Linked DNA regions of Mus musculus: all the other regions are linked to region 4. Evidence: chromatin contacts called from public promoter capture Hi-C data. All regions are on one chromosome and are shown on one strand. Each heading gives the region's core, a stretch centred on a gene start, on an enhancer-like site or on the middle of the called end of the contact. The rest is flanking DNA. Distances are from core to core; before and after follow the strand shown. Region 1 holds the start of Pcbp3 (poly(rC) binding protein 3). Region 2 holds the start of Tdg (thymine DNA glycosylase). Region 3 holds the start of Pttg1ip (pituitary tumor-transforming 1 interacting protein). Region 4 holds the start of Tpgs1 (tubulin polyglutamylase complex subunit 1). Region 5 holds the start of Adarb1 (adenosine deaminase, RNA-specific, B1). Region 6 holds the start of Slc19a1 (solute carrier family 19 (folate transporter), member 1). Region 7 holds the start of Zfp873 (zinc finger protein 873).

Region 1 (2,700 bases), core at 43-2,542, 2.7 Mb before region 4:
CGGTGGAGGGGAGAGGAGAAAAGGCCGCACCCTGCCCTCGCCCCACATCCATCCTCTGGGCTTCCTTTTTTTTTCCTCCCCAGCTCGTCTCAATCACAAGACATCCGTCTAAGCCTTGCAAGTCCCAGTGAGATCACAGCTATTGTGTGTTGACCCGAAAGCCTGCAGCGTAATGTGCCCACTAACAACTTCTGAATTTAGGGAGGGAGTAAAGAGGCCTGGGTTTTCCTGAGTGGCTCTACCCCGACCCCCGACGTAGGCCAGGGCCAGTTACCGTCAGACTTTCACAAGGACCCTAGGCCGTGCCTGAATCCAAGAACAGGCAAGACCATGCAGAGCTGGAGAGTGAGCCCCTCACTGGAAACTTCTGTCTAGGACCCTGTTCTGGCCCCAGCTCCAAGCCCAAGGGGCTATCAAGAACTACTCTATTCCGGGAGCCCGACCCTCGGCCCCACACTTCCCCACCCACCCACCCACCTCTTTCTCCCTCTCTCTAAGTAATTCCTGCCTCAGCCTAGGACCCCGGTCACAGCCTGGGAAGCTGCTTCCCTTGACCCTTTGCTCAGCCTGATACACATGCCTCTGGGATTCCCATCTTCAGTCCTCCGACCATCGCTTTGGCCTGGGATACCCCCACCCTGCTTTAAGCCTGGGACTCTGCACTAAGCCCTGGAACCTCAGCCTTGAGCCCTCAGAGCTCGGTACTCAGTCCTAGATCCCCGCCCTCAGCCTAGGACCTTGGTCTTGGCCTGGGACCCCTACCTTCAGCCCGGGACCCCCGCCCTCAACCTGGTACCCCCTATTCTCTCCCAGGACCTCCGCCCTCAGCCTGGGACCCTCACCTCAGCCTGGAATCCTCGCCTCAGCTTGGGACCCTCGCCTCAGCCTAGGATCCCGGCCCTAGTACTGAGATCGCCAACCTCAACCCTTCCCCCAGGATCCCCAACACCCCAGCTCGAATGAAGTTTTCTGACTGCGAACTGTCCGGTCCTCTGGCCTTTGGAGGGGTCTCGGCCGGCCTGGGACGCGGCATGCGAGCTACCTCCGCGCTGGACCCCCCCACACACACTTCAACCCGCCGCCACTCACTCACCTGCCCCGCCGCGGACAGGGAGGCCGCGGACCAGGTAGAGCCTATGCTGCCGGTCGGGTGGGGCAGAGGAGGCGTACACGGCGCGACGCGAAGCCCGATGCGACCCAGCGGCGGCCGCGGCGTCTCCTAGCTCAGGCGACGGTAAGCAGCGCCTCGAGCTCTGGCCGAAGCACTGCGCGCGGCGAGGACCCGCCCCCTCCGTGCAACCAGCCACTCCTGCGCAGCCCGCCGCCTCTGGCCCCGCCCCCGCTCAAGGGCAGGGCCTGAGAAAGCGGGCGCCGGGAGCCAATGGAGCTGCGAAACGGTGACCATCACAGCCAATCAGGGCACGGAAAGCTCTCCGGCTAGAAGCCGTTTAGCGTCGAAGGGCGGTTAGGGTTGGGCGGGGCCCCACTCTGGGGCTGGGAGGAGGCGGGGCTTCTGGAAAGGTTAGTCAACTGGCGGGGGCGGGGACAGTACGGGGCGGGGCCAGGGCCGGGCCTGGGGCGGGGCCTCCAGAAGGCTAGAGGGAAGGGAGTGGATGCTTGGTTGTGAGATGGCTGCGGGGCCTGCATCCTCTGCAAGTGTTTGGCACACGCAGCTAGCGGGAGACTGCAGACACCCAGTCTCGCACGCGCTGATATTCTAGGGAGGTCAGTTGGACCCACAGCCTTCGCGACTATGTGGGCCTGATCCGTTGACCGCAGCCCTTCGCGGGTGCCCCTCTCTGCTTGGAAGCCTTTGAAAGCCAACACAGCCCAGACTGTAGAACTTGTGTTTAGGTTCTGGGCCTGCACACCTGTCCACAAGCGATTCAAAGCCGATGGAAGAACTGGCTGTGGTAGTGGCTGTGGGAAAACATGTCATGTTGTTGTTGTTGTTGTTGTTATCTTTTGTGCACCTTTCCTCAGAGGTGTCCTGCTCTATTTTGTGTCAATTAACTATCGTTTTCATCGGACTAAACTTCCTTCATCTGATTGCTCTCTATTAGCTTAGGCTTATTCCTTTCTGCACACCACGAAGGTAAAGGAACCAGGCCAACTTGTAATTCCAGTACTGATAGAAGCTGCGAGTCCTGGGAACTCTGCCTTCCATCAGTACCTAGATACCCAGGAGCCCAGGGTCATCCTTCCTGGCTTCCTGAAGCAACCTGAACCAGCCAGAGAAGGCCTCTTTGGACTTGGAAATCAAGCTTTGCCCTTCATAGGTGGAGAGAGTGATCCACATGTTTACCTCCAGACTTTCGAGAAGCATCTCTGGGAAACAGAGTTGCTTCTTTGTTGTCATATGAACAGACGGGTGAGCAGAGAAGTGGGTTGAGGGTGACATTCTAGCTGAGATGACAAAACTCATCCCGCCCTGAGCCTCAAACCCACCAATGACTCACTTCGGTGCCAATAACGATATATCATACATGCAAAGGGGTGTATACATAGCTCTGTCCCCTCATCCCTCCACCTGTTACAATCACGATCTCTATGGTAGAGTCAGGAAGACTCCGTAGGTCTGAAACCTCACCATAGTAACCAAGTAGCTCTTGGGAATGCCCAGAGTCCTGTGAGTATGATGTCCTGGAATCCACTCTGAAGGGAAAAGTCCTGGTCCCCTGTAGCAGACATATACAGTAG
Region 2 (2,700 bases), core at 110-2,609, 3.0 Mb after region 4:
CTGACTGCTCTCTTCTGGAGTGTCTGAAGACAGCTACAGTGTACTCACATAAATAAATAAATAAATAAATAAATCTAAAAAAAAAAAACAAACAAACTCTTAGAACCTCCGAAAGTCAAGTATGGTGATACATGCCCTGTAATCCCAGTCAGTATGCAAGAGAGTGAACAGGAGACTTGCCTCAGGTTGAGGCCAGCCTGGACTACAGCTGCAAAGCTCTAAGCCAAGTCAGGGGTACACAGTTTTGTAATTATCTCAAAAACCAAAAGAACCTCCGAGAAATCGAGGTGAGATTGCTGTCTAAGGTTCTAAAGCAGAGATGCATCTAGCATCTAGGCGAGTGTTTGTCCATCTCCAACGTAGACAACTGTTTATGGAAATCTTTGTAATCTACCAAGAGCTTCCCCTTACAGATTAGTAAACTGAGGCCCAAACATTGGTGGCTTCCAATCTTAGGTTTTCCAGTTCCAATCAGCCCTACTCCTCATCACAGGAATTGACAAGAAAGACAATTGAAAAGAAAGAATGTTGTTTTGTGTAAGGCACAATATTTATTTATCATTATTATAATTATCATTTTAGTTTTTCACGACGGAGTTTCTCTGTGTAGTATTGCCTGTCCTGAAACTCGCTCTATAAACCAGGCCAGCCTCGAACTTAGTTCTGCCTGCCACTGTCTATGCAAATGCTGGGTCGCCCAGCCAAGACACATAGTTGCGGGGGAGGGGGTGGTTGTTTTCATTTTAATTTAATTAACTTTACGTCCCGTTCACAGCCCCACCCCCACCCAGTCCCACGCTTACAAATCCTGCCCCCTTCTCTTCTCAGAGAAGAGGAAGCCCCACTTGGGTAAGACTCTGGTACATCTAATCTCAGCAAGTGTAGGCACATCCTTTCCCACTGAGGAAACACGCAGTCCTCTTCCCCCAGTCCGCGCTGGGTCCACTGGCAAGGAACAGAGACCTAGACAGCCCCTGTTCCACTTGTAGGGGACTCACACGGACACCAAGCTTCACATTTGCTACAAACGTGTAGAGGGGTCTAGGTCCAGCTCCTGAAAGCTCCCTGGTTGGTAGCTCAGGCTCTGTGAGCCCCAAGTCAGGTAGCTTTTAATCCGCACAAAATTTGAGGTGAAAAGACATGAATTTGCCACCACGCATAATACATCCTAAAGGCCATCACCCTTAACCCACACCTTCAAGGAAACTTAGAGCCCACAAAAGCTGACGTCAGCCGGGCGCTCCCCATCCTCGCCGAGATCCACGTTTCCCGAAAGGCTAAGCGGCGGTCGGGGCGCCCCGAAAAGGACACGCCATTGGCCTGGCCAGCATCACGTGATGGCGAGGCCGCCGGCCTCCTCGGAGGGGGACGGAAGTGCGCTGGGGACTCGCCGCGGTGATGTAGCAGCGTGGGAGGGGCCGAGGCCAGCGCCGTCCATCCACCGGCCGCCCCGATCCTGTGGTGAGTCCGCGCGCTGAGCGGCAGAGCGGGCGCCCGTGGGCTCGGCAGGAGTGGCCGTACCCTCGGCGGCGCCGCCATGGACGCAGAGGCCGCGCGCAGGTAACGCGGGCGCTCGCGGCTGGGGTCGGTCAGGGCCGCGGCCCGCACAAAGGCCGGCTTGCGCGTGCGCAGTGGGGACCTCCCCGCTCCCCACACGTCCCCCCCCCCTCCCAGGTCCGCGCACGTCCTCTGCCTCCCGTACCCGCGAGCTTTAAAAGGTGGTGTGTGCCCGGCCGCAGCCTCCGCCCGCGCGGTTCTTCACCCTCCGTCACCGTGGACTGTAAAGGCGAAGCGGGTACCCTGTGGCCGCGGTTGCTGCGGGGTCCTTCTCATCCTCGCGGGATAGATACTATTGCTGTGGAGTGTGTATAACACGCTAAGAAGTCAATCTGTAGATGTCTTTCATTCTGGGATGGTCTTTAAAATTGTCCCTTAGTGGTAATGGGGATGTCAGGGCGGGCCTGACAAAGTATAGGTTTGGGGATTTAGACTCTTCGCAGAAAGCTAAGAAAAACAAAATGGCAAGGTCTTCGCAGGTAAAAGGAATGGAGATTTAGGTATTAGCCCTGCCTGGCGAAGAATTAGCTTGCCTCTAAGTGGCAAATGGACATTGAACTTAGGCAAGAGATTCTGTCTTCAGCCCGCCTTCCCACTCGACGGCTGTATTATGGTACATCTTTGAGCAGATTGACGGGGGCTGATGGCAGTCCATGGGAGTTGAAATGAAAGTCTGGTTTACCACTCAAAGATCCAAGGGACACTGCAGAAGGGCCTCTACTCACAGGACAGGTAGACCTATCTTAAAGCCTTTACCAACTACAGGGTGCCAGGGACCTGCTGGTGAAAGTGGGAAATATGCCGGCCCAACTTTCAGAGGGGTTTGTAGAACTGATAGGTTGAACTGGAGTCTACATAAATACATGCTGAATGGATGCAATAGTGAATCATTAACAAAAAGAGGCACAATATTACATGTGTGTGTACGTGTGTGTGGTCTGTCTCTCTCTCTCTCTAACCCAAGACTAAATAGTGTGTGTGTGTAAGACCTTGATGTCATACTACTGAAATGATTTAAAAATGAACCCAGATTTTTATTATTATTTGGGAGTGTGTGGTTGGGGATTGAGCCCAGAGCCTCCAGTGTGCTAAGCAAGCTTACCACTGAGTCATGTCCCTCAGCCATCTTCTTACTCGTTATTT
Region 3 (2,700 bases), core at 183-2,682, 2.1 Mb before region 4:
TGCACTAACCAGGGCCCTGCTAAACTTCCCTTGCTCTGGACCAGCTCAGTGATACAAAGACCCTGAGTCCTCCCAAGCTCAGGAATTGAAATCCCACCAATCCTCATCCTGGAAATCTCCACGGGAAGCCCCACCCCCAAGAAATCCTATATAAGCTCTGCCTTTGGCTTCGTTCTCTGCTGCTTTTCACCCTAGCAGAATTAGCTGCCCTCCTGTTTTTGTTGTTGTTGTTGCTGTTGTTTGTTTGCTTTTTTTCCCTCTCCATAAATCTCTTGTGTGCCTCATGTGTCGTGTGACTTTGTGGTATTCCTTGGCTCCCAATTGCCAGGAAGCCTCTCTAGCAGAGCTGTAACATTTTCCCCGGAACAGAACTTGGCTGGGGAAAACCTGCCTGGCCGAAGTAAAGCTGTAACGCTTTCACTGGGGAAAGCCTCCCTCTGGCAAAGCAGAATTGTTACACTTTGGCTGGAGAAGTCTTCCTCTGCAGAGCAGACCTGTGACACTTTCCATGGGAACCCCCTCCTGCAGCAGAACTGTTATACTTCCTTTGGGAAAACCTTCTGCCGCAGCACCAGGAGTGGAGCTGGAACGCTTCAAGCCTTTCCCTTCAGAGTTGCAACACTTACAGTCATAACTAGCTTGTATCAAATGGACATAAAGCTGGTGGGCTCAAGCTTGTATCCTATTTTGCTTACTCCTACTGGAGTCTGGGTCTTTAATGAGTCGAGAAACTTGGGATCCAGAGTCCCGCATTGATCTTTTTGGTGTCTGGCTATCTAGGTCTCTGGTTCATGCACAATCAAGCAGGGAAGGTACCCTCTTACTCAAAGCTCCTGTGTCTTCAAGTTTGCGTCCCCAGTCACTATCAATAAGGATTTGTTTTGTTTTCTTTGAGTCAGGGTCTCATTGGTTAAGGAAGACCTTGAACTTCTGATCCTTCCAATGCTCCACCCCCAAGTGCTGAGATGATAGGTGTGTGTTATCACGACTCATTTGTGAGGTTCTGAGGATGGAACTCGGAGGCTTTGTGCATGCATTGGTTGCCAGGCAAGCAATTCTACCATCTAAGCTACACCCTCCACATTCCCTCAGTGATTTAAACGCCTTTCAGTAACAAGTTCGAGACAGCTTGGATGCTGTTTTAACGTAAATCCACAAAACCTGCCCTCTGGACACGCATACGGCTCTGGCAGAGAATTAACAGGACTGGCAGAGGTTTCCAAGGGTTGGCGGCTACAGAGCAGTTGTGTTAGGCAGAGCAGCTGAGCCTCAGAACCCGCCTCAGAGTCCAGCAGCTCCATTCCAGAGCAAGTGGCAAAGCTTCGCTGTCCACTGCCCAGCCTAGTAGTCTACTACGCACGCGCGCTGCTCTGACGCTCCGGTTATTGCTCCCTCCCCGCAGTTCCAGCAGCGCGCAGGCGTGCTAAGCCTCAGCTGCGCCCGTAGGCGGGCGGAGGTCAGGGGGCGGAGCCAGCGGCTGCGCACTCGCAAGCTCCGCCCGTCTGGCTAGCTTACGGAGGCGGAGCGCTTACTGTGGAAACATCCTAGCTCGGCGTTGGAGTTGAGTCGCCTGAGGTCCCCGCCGACGACGCACTCACCATGGCGCCTGCTAACCTTGGGCTGACGCCGCACTGGGTGATGCTCCTCGGTGCCGTGCTGCTGTTGCTTCTGTCCGGAGCCTCCGCGCAGGAACCTCCGAGAGTGGGTAAGGCCCGTGGGCCTAGGGGCCGAGGAGTAGGAGGAGGGCGGCCGGGTCGGATCCAGGGCGGAGTCCAGCCCGCGGGCTTGGCTGCCTCTGCGCTCACGCCCTCCCTTGAAGCTGGGTAAGGCAGCCAGCCTCTGCTGGAAGTTAACGTCGTGCCCTGAGGCACGAAAGACTCGGCTAGTCGGAACCGACGCCTCGGCACCTGCTTAGCATCTCGGGGACCATCTGCATTCCAGCACTGTTTTTGTTTGAGGGGAATCAGGGAGCTGACAAGTTGTGTCCAAGACTGAGGCTTGGTCAACTTTGACCTTTGTACGCTCGCTAGAGTTGATGAGGCGCTGCAAGAGAGTATTTTTGTTAGCTCAGGCTCTCTCAAGGTGTCTTTACACTCTAGCCTGTCACGGTGTGTTTTCTCTTTGTGACCTTTTGCCAGTTGTCGCGTCTCTCTGTTTAAGTTTCTTATCTGCTCCCAGGTATGCCTAGGACCGGTCTGGGACTGCCTCACTCCTGCTACCTTGGTGAGGGTGACTAAAGGAGCTGACCCTGGCCGCCCCGGGGAACTTGGGGCTAGATTCTCCAGTAAGGACTTTATGCCAGGCAGAGTGTTGGGGAGCCTGTGGAGACCCAGGACCCTTCCCAGTGTCTCAAGGGTGTCTGCTGCGATACTGGGGGGAGGGGGGGGGGCACGAACCTTCACCTGTTACCAACCACCACGTGTTAGGTGTAAGGATTCTACTCCTTGACATTCTATAGGGAGATAGCTGATGTTTAAAACGGCTAGTCTTTACAAGGAATTTGCATAAATTTACATTACCGTATCCTGTATCCCAAAACTCGCCTTTTTTTGTTGTTTGAGACTGGGTTCAGGCTGGTTTTGAACTTTTTTGTTTGTTTTTTCGAGACAGTGTGTCTCTGTGTAGCCCTGGCTGTCCTGGAACTCACTCTGTAGACCAGGCTGGCCTTGAACTCAGAGATCCGCCTGCCTCTGCCTCCCT
Region 4 (2,700 bases), core at 121-2,620:
ATTCTTCCATGCTGTCTTTGAGTATGTCTGGTTGGGTGGCTGTTTTCTACCCAAGTAGAGGCTGGCTAGTTAAGTCCACTTTTAAACTGTAAGGGCCTATGTATGTTCCCTCTGTGGAGCCCACAGGCACTGGGACTGATGGCAGCCTTTCTCTTCCTACTCTTTCAGCCTCCACCGTCGTCCTATGGATTGGCAGCTTGGTGCTGGGGCTGCTTGCACTGGTCTTCCTTGCCTACCGCCTGTGGAAATGCTACCGGCCAGGTCCTCGCCCAGACACTAGCTCATGTACACACCTATGAAGCTCCATTATGCCAGACTAAAGGAGGCAGAGAGTGACCAGCTGCAGGATTTGGGGCATCAAGATGATAGTGTGGCCTCTTTCCTTGGTGGTCAGCACATCTATAAGTTTCTCCTGACTTCTGGGCTTTTCTGCCTGCTGGCCCAGAGCTAAATAAAAGCCCCGTATCTAGCCACTGGCATATTCTTTCGTACTGTGAATAGGAAGGCTTTGTACATCACCTATCCCTACAGCCAGAGTCCCTGGAGACAGTCACACATCCCAGTTTTCTTTGGTAGGTCGAGCAACAGGATACTAGGCTGGGAAATGCCTGCATTTAACAAGAGTAACTAAGGAGATATCCAGTGGCTTAGAAAAAGTACTTGGGGGGTAACCTGGGAAAACACGAAGAGCGGTATGGATGCCAGACAAGGGAATAAAAAGTATGTCAGTAGATAAAGAGCCAAAGATAACACAGAAAAGGGACATGCGAGGATACTAGAAAGCCACAGCAGTTCAGAATTGCAAAGAGAGCACCCCCCTCTGGTGGTCAGAAATGGTAACAGTCTGGGAAAGGAAGGAATCTGGTGACAACTCCGCTCAGGCACCTTAACGCTCGGAAGGAGACTAAGTGAGGCCAAAAACCCGGGAGAGCCCAGGCCGAGTCTGGGAGCAAACGCAGAAAACGGTTTGAACTCCGCTTTCAGCCCTAGATTCCTGGTGAGCTTTGCGGGGTTTATCTGGTACCCAGGGTGCCTGGTTGCTAGGAGACCATGCTTAGGAAGACTTGCCCACTACCAAGATGGCAAGGTATCGCGCTTCAAGCCAGAAACCAAGCCCTTCCTGGGGGACCATTTTGAAGTCTGGCAAGCTCACAATTCCAGACCGAAGCTAGAAGATGCAGTCATGGAGTAGCAGGAAAACGCACACAGAGAAAGCCAGGGGCACAGGGGGAAAAGGTCGCTTGCGCTTGTTACTATCGAGATTCTCAGAGAGGGGGGCCGCTGCCTCTGCCCTTAACAAAAATGGTCGTCGAGGGAAGGCGCCTCATCGCGCCGTGAATTATGGCGGCGCTTCCGGTCCCGCTGCCCCCAACAAAGATGGCGGCAGTGGAGAAACGGCGGCCGGCAGTAGCACCAGCGGCCAATTTCCCGGACAGTGGCCGGACGTCGGTGTCTCAGGCGGCGGCGGCCGCTGAGAGCGAGGAGGACTTCCTACGGCAGCTCGGCGTGACGGAGATGCTGCGCGCAGCCCTCCTAAAGGTGCTGGAGATCCGGCCCGAGGAGCCCATCGCCTTCTTGGCGCACTACTTCGAGAACATGGGTCTACGCTCGCCGACCAACGGAGGCGCCGGGGAGCCCCCGGGCCAGCTCCTCCTGCAGCAACAGCGCCTGGGCCGCGCGCTGTGGCACCTTCGCCTGGCTCACCACTCGCAGAGGTGCGGACCGATGGCGGACGGGGGTACCAGAACTACAATTCCCGACAGGCCCCGCGCGGGAGCAACTCGCCGCCGGCGCGGGGCGTTTCCGGGAGTAGTGGTCTTTCCTCTTTTCCCGGGTCTGGTCGGCTTGAGGCAGGTTTAAGGTTCTCGGCACGCCTCGCATCGATTTCGCCTGCAGTGTGCGCGGGGTGTACTGGATATTGTGGTCCGGGTAGGAAGTGCTGGGGGTTGTAATCCATCGTCCATCTATTGCATGAGCTTCCAGGTGATTACGGCCTGGAGGAGGTTGCTTTTGAACCCGAGTCCATTTTGCCCTCGCAGCCAAGGGTTTTGGGAGGTCAAGAAGCCCAGCAAGGTAGTATAAATAGTGTGGTGCTTGTCCAGGAGATGGACAGCCTGTGTACTCAGGCCCCAGGCCCCAGACAGAAGTTCCTTAGATGCACACGCAGAGCACAGGCTGGTCTAGAGCCTGACGTGAACCCTGCAGGGAGCTCCGCAGTGGGAGTAGTTCCAGTGTAGGTGACGACTAAGGACGCTTTTTCATTGCATAGTGGATGAGGGAAGCTGATCAGTAGGGCATCATCAGCCAGGGGGTGACCAAATGCCTGAGGGTCTCAGCATGGGAGTGGCTTTCCAAAGGGTGCTTGGAGGAAGACTCAGGGAGGAGAGCAGGGGAGGGGGCCGCAAGGAGGAAGACGTTGGGCAACAGTAGCTCAGGCCTTCCCTAGGGAAGTGAAAGTCCAGAGATCATACATTTCCAGCTGAGCAGACCAGACATCTCTGCACCAGAGGGAAGGGGCTCAGTATCCAAGATGGTAGCCAAGAAGGGAAGGGTGGAGCATGGCGGGCCCATGTGGCTAGAGGGGAGGGGTACAGGCACAAAGGGAGAAAACCAGCGAGAATGTAGACGGACAGTCTTCAGCTAGGACAGCATTGGGGTATGTGAGTGGGAGACTGAAGGTATCAGCAGAGAATACGCACA
Region 5 (2,700 bases), core at 135-2,634, 2.3 Mb before region 4:
CCTCTTGCCTATGTGTGCGCGTCAAAATTCACCTCCAACCCCTAATGTCCCAGATGGCTCCCACAAACAGCAGACGCGCTGGGTACTCGCGCTGGGTACTCGGAACTTCGTCTCCCAGGCGCTCGGCGCCCATGTGGGCTCTGAGCCCTCGGAAGGGGCATGGACCACCAAAAAAGCAGCCTGCCTCACCTAGGTTACGGTGTCCACCCCGTGGGAGCGCAGTGTCTCCTTTGCAGGACACAAGATGCTCTCACTGGGCGTAGCTTTCCCTCTGTGGGATATAGGGTTAGGGTCTCCCTCCTCGGAGTTCAGAGTATACTCTGCAGGGCACAGGGTTCCCTCCCTGTGCCCTTCCTCTGGGCGCCGTCTCGCCTCTGCGGAGCACATGGTCCCTTCTGCAGGGCACAAAGTCCCCATCCCCTGGTGCAGCTTCCTCTCCTCAGAGCACAGGGTTCCCACCCCCCAGCCTGAGCTTAGCCTCCCTTCTGCTAGGCACTGGTCCCTTCTGCAGAATACAGAGCTCAACCTTTCCTCTACCAAGCACATGGTCCCTTCTGCAGGGCACAGGGTCCCCATCCCCGGACACAGATTCAGAGTGACACAGGGTGTCTCTTCTCAGGGCGCAGCTTTCCTTTTGCAGGGCACAGGTCCCCTCTCTAGGATACAGGGTCCCCATCCCCGGACGCAGCTTTCCTTCTGCAGGGCACAAGGTCCCCCTCCCGGTGTGCAGTGTCCCCTGTGCTGGGTAAAGGTCCCTTCCCGGGGTACAGGGTCCCCTCCCCGGAGCACAGGTCCCCTCCGCCCGGTACACCATTCCCCTCCCCGGGCGCAGTCTCCTCTCTGATGGGCACAGGTCCCCTCCCTGGAGTACAGGGTCCTCTCCGCGGGCACAACCTCCTGTCCGAGAGGCGCACGGTCGGCTCGCCGCGGCGCAGCGCATCCCACGCGGACGCGGCGCCTCCAGGAGCGGACGAGCCGTCCTGGGCGCAGCCTCCTCCTGCAGCGCAGCGCATCCAAGAGGACCGCGGCCCGCCCTCCGCGCGCCGCCCGGGATGCGCCAGGGACCCCGCAGCTCGCCGCGGGCCCGGGCCCCGCACCATAGGGTCTGGGGTCGGTGGTCAGGTCCGCGGCCGCCGGCGCTGCGCGGCCTCAGCCACCTGCCCCGCGCTTACATAAACGCGGCCGCCCGCGTCCCCGCCGCCTTACCTCCGCTCACGCTGCGCCCGCGGGCTGCCGGCGTCTGGCTCTGGGCGCTGCGGCGGCCTCGGCTAGCCCCGCGGCCCCAGCTAGGAGCCCCTCGCCGCCGCCTCAGCCTCAGCCACCTCAGCCTCAGCCGCTGCCTCAGCCTCTGCCTCTAGCCTCGGCGCCGGCGGCTCCGCCCCCTCGGCTCGCCCCGCCCCAGCCGCCGCAGCCGCGCGCGCGTGCTCGCTTGCAGGGGTGGAGCCAGCGCTCCACGCTGACGTGCGCGCCTCCTGCCCGGAGCCGACGTCCGGACTCGCTCGCGGCGGCGGGAACTGCGAGGGTTAGCGGTTAGAACCAAAACAGGTCGTGCGTCGCTAGGGAGACTCGAAGCGGAAGGGAGCCTCCGACACGCACCGAGAAGATCGACGGGGGCGGGGTTCTCGAACTCGCGGGCAGGAGCCTCGGATGGGACCTAAGGGGACAGGTGGGACCAAGGATCCTAGAGATCCTGTGGGATCTGGGAATGGGGCAGGGAAAATCAGAGCGAAGCCACTGAAGTGCGACTGTGACCGCCGCTTGAAGACCTACTACACCCCGTACGTGGTACCCTGGCATCCCGCAAGAATCGTCCCTGGGCCTTCGTCCAGTTTTGAGAGCTGGCCCTGGCCACTGACACCCACCTCCGTAGACCTTGAAAATAAGTAGGGAGAGGAGCAGGGACATGATTTTGTGAAGCAGGGTGTCTACTGGTGGTCACTAGAAATGATGGCCGGTTTTTAACCTAGACCCCAGGGTCAAGTTCAGGCTCTGCCACCTCTTAGGCATACCAGATGTGTCTTGTGCTTGCATTGTCTGTTTCCACGTTTGTTTAAAAAGAAAAAGGTCTAGTAAAAGACAAGTGCAGGTAGGTAAAGTACTGTGTCGAGCATCCAAGATGTGGTCAACAACTTGTGTGGTTCCTCGCCAGATTGTCTTAACCTGGGGTGCTATGCCCAGAACGGGGCCTGGAGAGGTCCAGAATCGGAAGCATGAACTGACCACAGGAGTAGTGTTGTAGCCGGTCCACATCTGCTTCCATCACAAAAACATGTCCTTTGGACCAGCTAGCCACTCAATGAATTCTTCAGCCTGCCTAAAAGGTGGGCACCAGGCAGTGCCTACGGGTGCACTTGTTGGCAAGTAAGTAGAGATCATCACTCTTGGAACACCTACCAGGATGTCAAGCTTCACATACAAGTATGTGCACAAGGACAAATGTGTCTGTTTCTAGGTATCACACTACCCCAGAACTTAGTAACTTAAAGTCATGGTTTGTAAGTCTGATGAATAGCAGCTTTTATGCAGTGTTCAGCTGGTTTGGTTCATCTCTGCTTCATAGATGACCTCACTCCCTTATGTCATGTGTTACCTACTGTTAGTAAGCTAGCTCTCGTTGCTTCTCATAATGGCTGTGGTTTGGCCACAAGAGAGCAAGTTCCAGCCTTTTCATCCCCTGTGCACATCACCTGTGTTCCTGTG
Region 6 (2,700 bases), core at 94-2,593, 2.6 Mb before region 4:
CAGAGAAGCACTCTAGCTTCCTGATTCCCTTGTATAGCAACTAGGTGGCCAGCACCTTTGCATGTACCAAGAAGGCCCAAGTCCAGAGGGGTGTGGCCCCCATGGGCTGGGGAGGAGCCGTGCTGGTGTGGAGACTGGGTTCTCACACCTGGGACCCCATTCGTATAGATGACCATACCTATAGTCTAACCTCCCGGCACCCCACCACCTTGGGAATCTATTAAACCAGAGTTGCTGGTCGGCCATTCCTCTTTGGACCCATGCCCCTCTCCATTCGTTCTACTTTGCTGCCCTCGCAAGTACTCCGCCAAAACCCATCAGGAGGAAAGAGGCTGGTTTCAGGGAGCCCCGCCCTCTCCCAACCCACCTCAGGCTGCTAGCAGCCTCCACCTGCTGAGCATCAGCTGAACATCCCTGCTGGGGTGAGAGTTTGAAAGATTGGGGGATTGGTGGTGAAGGAGGGTGGGGTGGGGCCTAAAACGCTTAGGCCAGACTTCTGTCCCTGTTAACAGTCAAGTAGGTTGATACAAGGTGAGTAAGGTTTTGTGTGTGTGTGTGTGTGTGTGTGTGTGTGTGTGTGTGTGTGTAGGGGGTCTCCATGCATAGCTCAGCGCAATCCGTCGGTGCCCTTGGAACCTAAAGACGCTGATACCCAAACGAAGGGCGTGCACAGCTGGTGCAGTCTATATCTAGCGGTCAATGCCTTGGTGCCTGGAATGCTTTAGCAGGTGGTCGCGGGGCGCTCGTCTCAAGAGGAGCCGGACAGAGCCAGCGCAGACTTCTGCAGGCCAGCAGGGGTCAGGGGCGGACCCGGGGAGGGGCCTTGCTTGGTCTTAGGCCGGGCGGTCACCTCTGTGCTCGATCAGATCAAGCAATCTGCTGTGAGCTGAGACCCGGTCAAGCGCTGGACGGGTAGGGGGCTCGTAAAGGGGCTCAGGCGGGCTGCGGGGCCCAGGGGTTGGGTGAAGAGGAGACGGGATGGAAGGGGGCGGGGAAGAAGGGACTTATTGGAGAGGCGGACAGAGAGGGTCGGCTTGAGGAGGAAGCACAGGAGCCCGAACACTGGGCGAGCGTACTGAAGGGGGCCTGGAGTCTAGAGATGTAGGTTCTTAGGGCACAGGCTAGCAGACGCGCCACCGGTCGTCCGCTCCTCAGGGAACCACAAGACCCACCCGGTAGTAAATCTCCAAGTGTAGAGGGCGCGTGCATGAACCCCCTGTGGAAGTAGCTGCGGGTGTAGCCAGGTGTTTGCCCCGCCTCCTGGAAGTTCTGCGGCTGCGCCTCCTGTCTACCACGCTGGCCACTCCTTCGGGGCGTGGTCAGTCAGGTAACCACGCCTCTCCATGCGGCCCTTGAGCCTACGCGCGGGTTTTTGGGTGTTGTAGTCTGCGTGTGCGCGTTGAATCAGCCACAGGCCTGTGGGACGCAGAGCTAGGAATCCATTCTATGCGTGCCTGGGGAGCCACGGGGTAGTGCAAGGTACGGTTCTGTTCCTTCCGGTGTCCTGAAGACGAAAGCGGGCTGAATTCTCCACTACAGAGGACCGCGGAGTCCTTGGCGCGACTACAAAGCTCCAGGCAGGGTTTGTAGCGTGCGGAAGGCGCATGCGGGGTCTGCTGGGTGGAAGACAAGCAGAAGTCTTTGGGATGCATAGGGGCAGTAGGATAGGTGTGGGACACGGGCTAGTATCTGTGGGGTGTCAGGGTCCTTCTGTGAATACAGAGTATAGGTGAGGACCTCAGCGTTACGAGCCTCGGGGCAAGAGTCTGAGTGCTGGCCCGCATCCTGGGCTCATGGTTGCAGAACCGTCGGGAGGATAAATCCCCAGGCTGCCTAGTGGGACCTTTGAGCGCCATTTCTCTCCTTGTCATTCCTCTGGAACGGAGTTCTTTTGCTTTCAAAGTATCTTCCTCAGGTCAGGAATCACCACGTGCGCCTGCCCCAGCGACTTTAGAGCACGTGTTGCCTGCAAGGAAACCCCACTGCCCACGCCCTGGACGTGGCGCGCCTCCAAGGCTCATTGTTTAGCTCAGAGGTTGTAGGCACCCTGACAACTGTTAACAACTTCCCTTTGGAACAGGTGGAATCTGCAGCTTGTACAGGCTGCCTGTAGTAGCCAGTCTTTTCTGTACTTCCAGCATCTCTGTGACAGGGATACTAGACTTGGCTAATAGCCTAGGAATAAACCATATTGACGTGACTCCTCACCCGGTGAGTGTTCCCATCCTAACTTCCCTGTCTTCACGATGTTGGTCGGAACCTCAGGGGGCTAGAAGATGTTTGTGGGCCTTCTCTCAGTGGAGAGGATAGACTAAATCCTTAGACTTGCTTGCCTGACTGTTAAGAAGTAGCCTCCTCCCAGTGAGACTCAAGGACTCCGGGAGCTGCTCAGATGGACTCAGCAGGGCACAGAGCCTCTGACTTTGCAGAGCCTGACACATTCTCCGGGCTAGGGAGCCGGATGTGTGCCTTCCAACAAGGCACTGGGGCTGAGGAAAGAGATTGATTCTGGGCATTTGAGCCAGTGGCAAAGATACAGTCAACACTCAGCCACCACAATGGGAGAAGGGCATTGGCGTTTGTTTTCCCCCCTTCCTTAATTAAAAGGAACCTTCCTGTTTCAAGATAAAAAGAAAGTGGGCCTTGGAAAGAAGTTTGTGAACAGTTGTATTCCACACTTCTTACCCACCTCCACCCCTA
Region 7 (2,715 bases), core at 116-2,615, 2.4 Mb after region 4:
AGTACAGGACAGGCTGTCTTCCCTAGGTAGCCACGAGGAGGCAGTCTCCCACACTGGATGAAGCTTGACCATAGGAGCCTCAACACCCACCTCGCTAAGTGCCACACATCTTCCAAGGCCATACCTACCCCAACATTGACACACCTGAGTCGTGCCAATCCCCATGGGCCAAGCACATTCAAACCACCACATTCCATTTCCTGGCCTTACATCCTTGTTTAAACACACAAGTCTATAGGGGCCATCATAGCCACAATGCAAAAGTCCCCATAGTATATCATAGTCTCAACAATGTTTAAAAGTCCAAAGTTCAGAGTCTCTTCTGAGACTTATGCAATCTCTTAACTGTAATCACCTGAAAAAAAATCTCAATCATAATGGAAATTGTGTATTTTCAACATCACAGGATGCACATGACCAGTCCAAAATTATAGTGAGGAAATACTGGACCAAAGCCAGACCAGAAATCAGCTGGGGAAACGCCAAACTCTGCATTTTCATGTCTAATCTCTAACTCCTTTCAGCTTTGGTGACTGAAACACAATTCTTTCTCTTGGCTGGCTCCACTTCCTATTAGCAGTTTTCCTTGGCAGGTATTCTATGGCTCTGGCATCTCTAATATAGTCTCCGAGGCAACTTCAACTTCACACCTTCTTGTTCCAATGTTGGGGATCCACACACATTATCTTCTGGGCTCCTCCAAAGGGCTTGAGTCATATCTCCAGCTCTGCCCTCTGTAGCACTCTGCGCTGTTCTTGGTGATCATCCCTTGGTTTTGGGCTCTCCAGTATGCTCTGGTCTTGTGCTCCAACTAGGCTCCATCAATAGCCTCTCAGGCAGACCAAGAGATCGGGAATGTAAAGGGTAGATGAAAAATAAAAATACATCCCCACCCCTAGGTAATCTAAATGGTTGGATTATAAAGGGAAGGGCCGCTGTGGGAAGCAGGGCTGTAGAAGTTCAGGGTAGGGTCGGGGCATGCCAGCCAACTCTGTAAGCAGTATGGACTGAGGGATGCAGGGAGAAGTTGACAGACAGCCTCTGCGCTGATAAAGTACCCACCTTAGTTTTTTATCCCTGGTTGTAGGACCTAACATTCTGTGCCCAGGAGGAAGAAGGGGAAATACCTACTGTGTGAAGGAGAAGTGCCGGAATGACTTTGCAATCCAGGCACAAGTTCAGCTGCAATGCCAATCTCCACAGCTCTGGGAAAGTTCTGTCCCTGCAAACCACTGTGCATTGTCCCTGTAAGGCACTCTTGACTCTAGAGTGTTAGCGCCTGTCACAGAGGCCTTATTAACCAATCAGAGCCTGGATTCGGACTGCCAGTCAGAACGGAGGCGGGCACTTCCGCCACCATGCTGCAGGTTTGACTGTGAGTCTTAGGGAAGCTCTTGTGGTTCTGTGTGCTGCTTTTTCAACTGCTGCTAGGAGCTGTGAGGAGAGTGGGTGAGCCCGGAATCCGCACCATGGTGAGCGGGGCCGCCGTCCCCACGCGGGGAGGATCTGCGGGAGCCCGGGGTGCGGGAACCGGCGGCGAGACGCGGGGCCCGGTGTGATTCCCTTTGTTCCCCCTGAGGTCCCCTCATCTCCCAGGCGGAGGCGGGACCTCTGATCGACTTAGTTCCCCTCTCTGCGCCTGCGTACAACTTGGGACGCCGGACCTGCTGTCCGCAAAGTGCAAAGCACCATTCAGTGCACGCGCATGCGCGGGTTTCACGGTAGCCAGATTTTCTGACTTGCAGAGCTCTAGTTTCTCTAGAGTCTTCTAGAAGTTCTTCACTTGGCATTTGCCATTCAGGTGTGGGCTCCATCTCCAGTGAATTCTGCGCAGGTGTAAAGTCTGTGCTATTAACACATTCGCATGCAGATGCCACCGTGGTCCAATCCCATGTGTAAGACCAGACTTACTGGGTTACCTACATTAACTGTGTTGCTGTTTCTGAGTGCTCTCTCGTGTTTTGTTGGTCTCTTTCTTTCTCAAACAGCACAGTCTTTATCGCAGGTGTAGGGTAACTTAGAAGCCAGACGGTGTCACTGTGCTGTTTATTCAGCCTTGTGTGTTCATGTTTTCTTTCATGCTGACCTTTTGTCATCGGCTTTCTGTCGTTCATTGCAGAAATCGTTAGACTCTTTAGTGGACGTTTGTTGAATCCATAGCTCAGATTGTGTCCTGCAATAATACTGAGACTTCTTGTCTACAATCTTGCAATTTCTCTCCTTTGATTGAATTCGTTGATTTTTTTTTTTTTATTATATATTTATAGTTTTGGCAACCGATATTTGTCCCACTTCTGTGTATTTCTGGCCATTTTATCCATGGTGACATATAAGAGATATGGGGATCTGTACTTTTAATTTACTACATTTGTTTCTTGTACACAAGTGTTTGGCTTTCTTGTATTTGTGTTTATCAGTTGGGTGTTTGGTGTCCATAGAAGACCAAAGAGGCCATTAGATGTCGCCACCAGGATCTAGGAATAATTTTTTACCACCATGTTAGTGCTGGGAACCAAACCCAGCTCTTCCACTAGAGCAGAAGTCTTAGTTGCTGAGCCATCTCTTCTGTCTTAAACTTGACAGACTTTGAAAAATTTGCATGTGAGTGTGCCCATTTCACAGGCTGAAAACTGAGGGTTAAGGTGATTGAGGTTTGTTAAAAGTCTTGTGTTTGGGAGTTGGGAGATGTCTCAGAGGTACTGTTTGAGACTCGGT

Evidence for each region. Promoter capture Hi-C pulls out the DNA fragments that hold promoters and counts their contacts.
Region 1: a promoter capture Hi-C map of pre-B cells shows a contact between it and region 4, with 3 times the contacts expected there. The contact joins the promoter of Pcbp3 here to the promoter of Tpgs1 in region 4. A contact is called at or near these places in 2 of 39 promoter capture datasets (liver and pre-B cells).
Region 2: a contact with region 4 is called in a promoter capture Hi-C map of pre-B cells, with 6 times the contacts expected there. The contact joins the promoter of Tdg here to the promoter of Tpgs1 in region 4. A contact is called at or near these places in 3 of 39 promoter capture datasets (hippocampal neurons, liver and pre-B cells), 1 of 484 Hi-C or Micro-C datasets (muscle stem cells) and 2 of 9 other capture datasets (adipose tissue and liver).
Region 3: a promoter capture Hi-C map of pre-B cells shows a contact between it and region 4, with 4 times the contacts expected there. The contact joins the promoter of Pttg1ip here to the promoter of Tpgs1 in region 4. A contact is called at or near these places in 3 of 39 promoter capture datasets (embryonic stem cells, erythroid cells and pre-B cells) and 2 of 115 datasets of contacts at active chromatin or transcription factors (cardiomyocytes and embryonic stem cells).
Region 5: a promoter capture Hi-C map of pre-B cells shows a contact between it and region 4, with 6 times the contacts expected there. The contact joins the promoter of Adarb1 here to the promoter of Tpgs1 in region 4. A contact is called at or near these places in 3 of 39 promoter capture datasets (embryonic stem cells, liver and pre-B cells) and 1 of 9 other capture datasets (liver).
Region 6: a promoter capture Hi-C map of pre-B cells shows a contact between it and region 4, with 2.8 times the contacts expected there. The contact joins the promoter of Slc19a1 here to the promoter of Tpgs1 in region 4. A contact is called at or near these places in 3 of 39 promoter capture datasets (the C10 cell line, hematopoietic stem and progenitor cells and pre-B cells).
Region 7: a promoter capture Hi-C map of hippocampal neurons shows a contact between it and region 4, with 4 times the contacts expected there. The contact joins the promoter of Zfp873 here to the promoter of Tpgs1 in region 4. A contact is called at or near these places in 2 of 39 promoter capture datasets (hippocampal neurons and liver) and 1 of 115 datasets of contacts at active chromatin or transcription factors (astrocytes).

What each region holds. Positions count from the first base shown.
Region 1 is chr10:76,960,655-76,963,354 of GRCm38.p6, forward strand. It overlaps Pcbp3 (poly(rC) binding protein 3), which reads right to left and starts at 1,293. Exons shown (of 16, transcript NM_021568.2): 1 at 1,094-1,293. Gm35664 (a long non-coding RNA gene) reads left to right here and starts at 1,487. Exons shown (of 2, transcript XR_380584.1): 1 at 1,487-1,521; 2 at 1,722-1,948.
Region 2 is chr10:82,628,479-82,631,178 of GRCm38.p6, forward strand. It overlaps Tdg (thymine DNA glycosylase), which reads left to right and starts at 1,360. Exons shown (of 10, transcript NM_172552.4): 1 at 1,360-1,560. The coding sequence starts at 1,538.
Region 3 is chr10:77,580,223-77,582,922 of GRCm38.p6, forward strand. Pttg1ip (pituitary tumor-transforming 1 interacting protein) reads left to right here and starts at 1,433. Exons shown (of 6, transcript NM_145925.3): 1 at 1,433-1,705. The coding sequence starts at 1,600.
Region 4 is chr10:79,668,069-79,670,768 of GRCm38.p6, forward strand. It overlaps Tpgs1 (tubulin polyglutamylase complex subunit 1), which reads left to right and starts at 1,371. Exons shown (of 2, transcript NM_148934.3): 1 at 1,371-1,715. The coding sequence starts at 1,378. Madcam1 (mucosal vascular addressin cell adhesion molecule 1) reads left to right here. Exons shown (of 5, transcript NM_013591.3): 5 at 169-474. The coding sequence ends at 299.
Region 5 is chr10:77,416,889-77,419,588 of GRCm38.p6, forward strand. Adarb1 (adenosine deaminase, RNA-specific, B1) reads right to left here and starts at 1,385. Exons shown (of 11, transcript NM_001024837.2): 1 at 1,207-1,385. It overlaps Gm17769 (predicted gene, 17769), which reads left to right and starts at 1,488. Exons shown (of 1, transcript NR_027377.1): 1 at 1,488-2,700.
Region 6 is chr10:77,031,869-77,034,568 of GRCm38.p6, forward strand. Slc19a1 (solute carrier family 19 (folate transporter), member 1) reads left to right here and starts at 1,344. Exons shown (of 6, transcript NM_031196.3): 1 at 1,344-1,479.
Region 7 is chr10:82,046,758-82,049,472 of GRCm38.p6, forward strand. It overlaps Zfp873 (zinc finger protein 873), which reads left to right and starts at 1,366. Exons shown (of 4, transcript NM_001319203.1): 1 at 1,366-1,472. The coding sequence starts at 1,470. Gm46195 (a long non-coding RNA gene) reads right to left here and starts at 1,291. Exons shown (of 2, transcript XR_001779681.1): 1 at 1,132-1,291; 2 at 1-829.